2 separate regions of the Hordeum vulgare genome follow, and region 2 is linked to region 1. A link is a contact called in public Hi-C data. All regions are on one chromosome and are shown on one strand. Each heading gives the region's core, a stretch centred on a gene start, on an enhancer-like site or on the middle of the called end of the contact. The rest is flanking DNA. Distances are from core to core; before and after follow the strand shown.

The links. A called contact is a pair of places that touch in the nucleus more often than the background predicts.
Region 2: a Hi-C map of seedling shows a contact between it and region 1, with 4 times the contacts expected there. The contact joins the promoter of LOC123411906 here to the promoter of LOC123411364 in region 1. A contact is called at or near these places in 1 of 6 Hi-C or Micro-C datasets (seedling) and 1 of 1 datasets of contacts at active chromatin or transcription factors (embryo).

What each region holds. Positions count from the first base shown.
Region 1 is chr7H:98,898,554-98,902,854 of MorexV3_pseudomolecules_assembly, forward strand. It overlaps LOC123411364 (transcription initiation factor TFIID subunit 10-like), which reads right to left and starts at 1,569. Exons shown (of 6, transcript XM_045104293.1): 1 at 1,267-1,569; 2 at 1,127-1,191; 3 at 789-851; 4 at 588-645; 5 at 410-460. The coding sequence starts at 1,410.
Region 2 is chr7H:99,075,622-99,079,595 of MorexV3_pseudomolecules_assembly, forward strand. LOC123411906 (protein ALTERED XYLOGLUCAN 4-like) reads right to left here and starts at 2,037. Exons shown (of 2, transcript XM_045104863.1): 1 at 1,618-2,037; 2 at 1-1,268. The coding sequence starts at 1,912. The coding sequence ends at 193.

The DNA of each region.
Region 1 (4,301 bases), core at 319-2,818:
TTATAGAGATACAGGCCCTACAACTCAATGTTAATGTACTGTCACCGGTATGGCCTCCAAAACATGATTAGAAGGAAAAACTATATGAAATCATTTGTCAATTAGGCATGTAAGTGTCAGGCTGCCACCCTATCCCAAGCATGTGCAACTATGCTTAAATGCTGATTTCATGTAAGGCGTCTTTGTACTTGTAAGATGTCCGTAGAACATATAAAACTGAATCCATGTGATATTTTTTATTTTTGCCTCTTGGAACAAAACCACATCAAGCAATTTCGATTCAGTCCGAAGAATGTAAGTGGCTAATTTTTATTCTGTGTATGCGAGCTTCAAACATGAGGACAAAGGTAGTAAAGGGTGTGCTGTTGCATAGAATAAAAACTAAGATGTAACAGAAAAAATGGTTTACCTCACGCAAGGCTTTTGAAAGATCATCCATTGTCAATACAAGACGTCTATCCTGAAGTACAATAAAGGATGTCATCAGTTAACTCTAAGAATGGCATGCCAGGTCTCGTGCAAGAAGTAATATGGAAAAAGAAGTTGAGGGAAGTAACATGGAATTTTTAATTAAGAAGTAAATTGACCTTCGGTTGTTTGCTCTTGTTATCTTTGATAGGTGCTGCAACCCTGGCTTTGCAGTGCCTAATTCAAGAGAAAGGGCAAGCGCAATATCAAATAGGTGCACAAGATATACTGCAATTCCTATGAGTTATGACATGCTCATACCAACAGAAGAAATTCATTGAGGTGAAAAGAGAAACTGGTGAGGTTGTGGATTCACGTACTGAAGAGAGTCACTTGCAATGTCTGAAATGAACTTTTGAGCAGCTACAGCAACCAGCCTTGTTCTGCAGACCACACAATTATTTAGGAAACAAAAGAAAACAAAAACGTGTTATTCATGTGGACCAATAATCACCGAGTTGAAGGGGAAACTGTAATTTCTCTCAGACTACTACTAGAACCACAGCGTGCTAAAACAACTCTATGTGGCTCCATTATCACTAATCTTAGGAAATTTCAGTTCCAGATTAACGTAGAGCACCAAAAGGGTCTCAGCCTAACTACCGATCCAGACATCTAGCCTTCTCGGGAGAGAAATTGGAGGTGTGAGGGTGCTCACAGGCGTAGGTCGGGGCAGTGGAAGCCGCTTCGGCCGAGGTAGTGCTCCACGAGCTCGTCCGGAATCTGCCGCGCCAACGGATCAAACACGGAACTGGGCATAAGGAAAGGGGATTAGGGCAGAGGGCGGCGGCGGCGTACCGTGGGGTTGTAGTCCATGAGGGAGGAGAGGAACTCGGTGAGCACGGCCTCGTCGTCGTGCCGCCCGTCGCTGCCGCCGGCCCCCGTGCCCGGGGCCATCCCTCCCCCTCCCCCTGCGCCGCCGGAGTTGTTGCTCCCCATCATCCTCCCGTCCGTCTGCCGCCTTGCTGCTAGGCTGGATCGAGTGGTGAGGACGATGACGGCTTGGACGAGGGTCCGACGACGGGACAGGAGACGCGAGCAGCAGCAGCGGGCCGAATCCGGGCTTCGCACCGACTAGTGAAATCACTAGCCGAGATCAATAGTTCAATACTAATCCAGGCCGATCTTTCGCATCTAGACCAACCTTGCTAAAACATACTCCTCCGTTTCAAAATAACTGTCTTAAGCTTACTAGAATTTTATATTAAATCTAGTATAAGGTCAAGACAGTTATTTTAAAACGGTGAGAGTATTACAAATACCAGCACCATAGATGAAAAAAAATGATTACCACATTCAAAAATTACGGTGTAGTAGTATTTGAAACGCGACCCGCCTTTATTCTCGTCTACTCGTACAATAGTGCTAGTTTACTACTCCTCCATTCCGTAATATAGAAATGTTTTAAATATTATACTAGCATCAAAAACATACTAGCATCAAAAACATTTTTATATTATAAAACGAAGGAAGTAACAATTTGCTTTGTCGTGCATCTAAAAATTAAGAAATGCCAAAGTTGCAAATATATTTATTTCCTACTCTCTAATTTTCATAATCTCCTATTTCGTATTAAATATTTTTTTTAATTCTACTGATAGCAAAATTTGGTTCCAATACATGTTAAATTTGCTTCATCTAATCATTACTAGCAGAACTTTCATGAAAAAATTTAATTAACAGCGCCGCATCTCGGCATTACCGTGCTGCGACCGCCTAAGCATGCATTGTGTTCGCTTCTCATGCATGCATGCATGCAATGTTTCATCTTTAAGTGATCGGAATTCAAAAACTTTTATCTCTTAAACCATTAATTCGATCGATGATCTGTTTTCGTCGTTGACTTTGTTTCGACGAAATATTTAAAACTAGATCCCATGTCGACATGTTTCGACAACTTTTTTACTCGTATTTACCACATTTATTGAACTTATTTGTCATATTAGTAAGTACTTACTTGTCTGATAAAAAATAACTTAATCGCCATATTTTTTTAAAATTGCATATAAATATGACATCTCGACATAATCAAACTAGCAAAGACAAACTCTTTATATAGGTGATTACGCGTGAAAATATGACAACTCGACATATTTAAAACCGATGACCACAAAAAAAATTAGTCATCATTTGTAAATATGACAACTCGACATATTTAAACTAACAAACTCACAAAATAGTTTTCTGGCAAAGTTGTATGTAAATACGATAAGTTAGCATATTTAAATTGGCAAACACAATCTATTACATGCTTTTTTATATCATGCATAATAGAAACTGCTACAAGGCTTTATACGAAACAACATTAAAAAATGTCAATCAAGTTATTTTTTCCACACAAGTAAGTGGTTAATAATATGGCAAGTGGGGTCAAAAATGTAGGAGAACGTCGCATGGGAAACGAAAATTTTCCTACGCGCACGAAGACCTATCATGATGATGTCCATCTACGAGAGGGGATGAGTGATCTACGTACCCTTGTAGATCGTACAGCAGAAGCGTTAGTGAACGCGGTTGATGTAGTGGAACGTCCTCACGTCCCTCGATCCGCCCCGCGAACAATCCCGCGATCAGTCCCACGATCTAGTACCGAACGGACGGCACCTCCGCGTAAAGCACACGTACAGCTCGACGATGATCTCGGCCTTCTTGATCCAGCAAGAGAGACGGAGAGGTAGAAGAGTTCTCCAGCAGCGTGACGGTGCTCCGGAGGTTGGTGATGACCTTGTCTCAGCAGGGCTCCGCCCGAGCTCCGCGGAAACGCGATCTAGAGGAAAAACCGTGGAGGTATGTGGTCGGGCTGCCGTGGAAAAGTCGTCCCAAATCAGCCCTAAAACCTCCGTATATATAGGTGGGAGGGAGGGGACCTTGCCTTGGGGCTCAAGGAGCCCCAAGGGGGTCGGCCGAGCCAAGGGGGGAAGGCTCCCCCCCCCCAAATCGAGTTGGACTTGGTTTGGTGGGTGGGAGTCCTTCCTTCCCTTCCCACCTCCTTTTTTTCTTTTCTCTTTGATTTTCTTTTCTAGGCGCATAGGGCCCTTTTGGGCTGTCCCACCAGCCCACTAAGGGCTGGTGCGCCACCCTCAAGGCCTATGGGCTTACCCGGGGTGGGTTGCCCCCCCCCCCCCCCGGTGAACTCCCGGAACCCATTCGTCATTCCCGGTACATTCCCGGTAACTCCGAAAACCTTCCGATAACCAAATGAGGTCATCCTATATATCAATCTTCGTTTCCGGACCATTCCGGAAACCCTCGTGACGTCCGTGATCTCATCCGGGACTCCGAACAACATTCGGTAACCAACCATATAACTCAAATACGCATAAAACAACGTCGAACCTTAAGTGTGCAGACCCTGCGGGTTCGAGAACTATGTAGACATGACCCGAGAGACTCCTCGGTCAATATCCAATAGCGGGACCTGGATGCCCATATTGGATCCTACATATTCTACGAAGATCTTATCGTTTGAACCTCAGTGCCAAGGATTCATATAATCCCGTATGTCATTCCCTTTGTCCTTCGGTATGTTACTTGCCCGAGATTCGATCGTTAAGAGACATCATATAATCTTAAAGTGAATGCAACTGTTTCTAATGCATAACCCCAAAACGATAACGACAAATCGGTAAGAGACATCATAGATCGCACCATCTCTAATAAAGTACGATTACGACGTTCGGAAACACCATTACGCTGTGGTGTTCCAGGCGGTGTTAACTGTGAAACAATTCCACATTGTCTTAAGTGAGCACCAAACTCGAAACTCAGATATTCACCCCCACGATCAGACCGTAGGAATTTGATCTTCTTGTTACGATGATTTTCAACTTCAC
Region 2 (3,974 bases), core at 787-3,286, 180 kb after region 1:
AACCAGTGATGCTCTCATCACGACCTATCTCGTGTCCTAATCGTCCGGTCGACGAGCAAAAGAATCATCGATGCACACGCACGCACGCACGCACACCAGGCCAAAGTTCACGGTTCCTAGATCAGAGACACAACTCAGCGCGCGATCAGAATTCAGAGAGGTCACCAACTCAGCTCACGATCATGGCCGCGGTCACCCCGCGATGGTCTGCAGCAGGATCTCGTTGAACGTGTCGATCGGGCCGGGCATGCACCAGTGCACGCAGTCGTTCTGCACCCGCGCGTCGGGGCCGCCGGCGAACGGGTCGCTGCGCATGTACGGCCCCGGGTGGCCGTCCGGCCGCAGGTTGGCCAGCTTCGTCACGTCGAGCGCCGCGAACCGCAGTGGGCCGGCGCTGGCATTGGCGTTGGCGGCCACCACCGCCTCCAGCACGGTCTTCCTCATCTCGTTCTCCGTGTAGCCCAGCTCCTTCTCGTCCTCCCTGTATGGGTGTCTCCTGGGGCACGCGCCGGCCTTGTCCCAGTCCCCCTCGAAGTGCGCCGGCGTGAACGTGGTGACCGCGACCACCTTCCTGTCGGCGCCGTGCCGCCGGGCGACCTCGGCGAGCGTGCGGCGCACGGACTCCTTGAACACGCCGAAGAAGGCCGTCTCGGTGAGGTTGAGGTCGGCGCAGTCGTGGCAGCCCACGACCCTGCCGCCGTCGTGGTAGACGCCGGGGATGAGGAACCAGTGCCCGACGGACAGGACGGCGGCGTCGATCCCGCCCAGCCGCGACATCCACCGCTCGTCGAACTCGTCGAGGAACACGTTGTTGTGGCGCACGCGGGCGTGCTCCGCCTTCTCGGCGACCCTCACCAGGAGCGGCGACCAGAAGATGGAGACGGTGGCGTTGTGCTCCCGGAAGACCCAGCGCCGGAACCTGTTCTCCTCGCCGTCCCGGTACACGAGGTCCGGGCGGGAGCGGGAGGCGAGGAGGCAGAGCAGCGACTCGCCCTGGTTGCGCGCCAGCGAGTCGCCCACGAAGGCCAGGTGCCTGTTGCGGAGCCAGCGGAGGAACACGTCCGGGGAGAAGGCGGGGAGGCCGCACCGCCGCGGCCGCCACCGCCAGTGGAGGTACCCGGTGTCCGGGCGGCCGTGCGCCATGCAGTTCTGGCCGTCCTTTATGGTGCCGCAGCTCGTCCCGTTGTAGAGCGGCGGGCGCGCGTCCGGCACCCACTCGCCGTCCGAGTAGTCGCACGGCGGCGACGCGGGCGCCGACACTTCTCCGCCTGCTCGGGCCAACACGACAAGGAAACATTTAGTGCTACTGCTATCCCAAACTGCCATTTCTTTACCAAGCAATCTCGCAGGAACCAAAATGCTGCACAAGTGGGTGAAATCACATGCCAGATATGGCACATTTCAACCTTAAAACCACCATGGCCACTATTTATTGAGCTTATTAAGAGCGCCTTTTATAAATACTTCAGAAAACGGCAAAAAAAAAAGAGGTAATTTTATCATTGAGCAAACTCGAATCCGCTCGAGGGAAAACTCAATTGACCAGCTAAATCGGCCAGAGACAAATCCACAAAGTACATTGCGAGGAGAAATCGATTGGAAAACCTAACACCGTACCTTGAGTTTTCCCCAACAGTTGGCCCCCTCGGTCGGGAGGGGGCGGGGGCAGCTGCTCCTCAAGCGCATTCACGGGCGCGCGGCCGCGCTGGGGCGGGACGATGGACGGCGCCGCCTCTCGCACCTGCGGCTGGGCCAGGACCGGCGGTGTGGGCGCGGCCAGCGGGTTGAAGAGCAGGTAATGGAGGAGCGCGAGGGGGACAAGGGCGTAGAGGGCGTAGGCCAGGAATTGCTTCCTGGGGAGCGAGAAGTGGGTGTTCTGGAGGTGGTGGTTCTGCGAGAAATTGGTGCCCATGGCTGCGTGGGGGGGAGCTATGTTCGTGCGCGGGGAGAGGGAACCATGGCGGACGGGGGACGAGGCACGAGTCAAGAAGGGGATCGAGGAGAGGGGAATCCTGGGGAACACAAAATGTTTTTTCTATTGTCTCCGACAGAGAGAGAGAAAAGAATGTTTTTTCCACGGGCCGCTGTCCCGACATCCGGGTTTGTTAAATGGCTGCTTGCTGGGCCCAACTGATAAAGCCCAAACAGCCCATAAGCATGGCTGTGTTTTTTTATTAGTATCATTTTTGACCAAAGCATACCAGTGTTGTGTTGATATACGTACTCTGCTGAATAAATGTCTACTTCAATTTGCTCTCAACAATTGGCAAGGCTTCAGCGGGAGTTCGGTGAGACCGAATGTTTCTTTAGTTGGAGCACGTTGAGGCGTTCAAGCTGGTGAAGGTCGGCTGGCATCTGCGTACAGAGCGTTGTTTCCATAAGAGGATGATCTGCCATCAGAGATCAGAACTGCGAGCGTCATGGGATCCTGCCGAGCCGGTGGTTGGACGTCTGTTGAGCCGTCCACAACGTCGGCAGGAGACAGATGTTCAAGACGTCGGACCGGTGGTGTCTTGGGAGTTCATGGGTTCTGCACCTATTCGGCAGGCATCAATGCAGGAATCACGTGAATATATTTAGACCAGATACTCATAGTGGAGTGCCAATTATAATATTGTGGAGTGGAGTATTTTTTGGGTTTCAATACAAACAGAATCAGATTTTCAAATATGGTAAATCAAACTACCGAGATGTCAAATTATGTTGTCGCGACTGATGGCAATTTTCATTATCCTTATCCTTGTCATGTTCAGCTTTTGGTCAAGAATTGTCATGCCCGCTAAAGAAAAGGGAAATGTTTTTAGTCGGTGCGCCGGCCGAATCACCGCACACGACCCGTGATTAGCTATGCAACTTTTTTTTATCTATATTTGTTGCAACTAGTGTTCATGTTACAAATGTTTTTTATTTGCTATATTTGTTCAATAAAAGACTGCATATACGTTTGGTTGCAACTTCAGTTCGTTGGATTTTTCGTTAAAATTGATTTTATTTTTATTTTTGCTACAACTGTGTTAATTTTTGCTATAACCGACATCATTTTTTGCTGCAATCGTTTACTAAAAAAGTTGCATACACGTTCGTCAGAGTTGCAACCCGGATTTACCGGATTGTTTTGCTACAACCATTTTTTTGTTTTGCTACCGCGCATCATCAGCTTTGTTTTTTTTGTTATGACCACGTTGATTTTTTTTTGCTACAACTATATTTTTGTTGAAACCATGGACGAAAATTGCTGCATCGTAAACGAAATTTGTTGCATCGAAAGAATAATGCTGCATGAAGATCTAACGGTGCGGCACACGTACAACTGACGGATCGGATGGCCCGCACGCGGCCGGCCGAACGATTCGGCCGGCGCGCCGGCGCAGAGCACTGCCTTAAAGAAAATTACCATCATCCGGACGATATAATTTGCCATAAAACGTTTAGATTTTTAGTATTGTCGTACTTTCTAGGGCTTATTCGGTGTGCAAGAATTTTGTAGGATTATTTTTCATGGGATTTTTCCTATGTTGAGCATCAGTTTCATAGGACTAGATGTGCTAGATTTCGAAGGATTATGTCCATATTCTTTTTCATACGTTGTTGTCCATCACATCGTACGACCTTGCACTAGGAGAGTGCTTGACCTTCGTCCCCCTCACCTTCCTCGCGGATGGGGCAAGCTGTTTTGACATCAATCCATCCTCCTCCCACGATCGCACCATTTTCATAGGATCGCTCGCATTCGTCATCGACCGTTGTGTCAGCCTTCGACTCTGCATTCCACCATCCCATTTTGGTCACAAGTGTGGTCTCATTGAAGCTCGTTTAACCTACACCACCGACCTCGATTGAGAGGACGACAACCTCACATGGTCCAAGCTCATGATCCAAGCCCGTATTTCGGCCTCAAGATCAGAACGCTGCCCCGTGATACGGCTTCGTCGTATATAATTTTCAAATGTTTCATGCCATTATTTATAACTTTT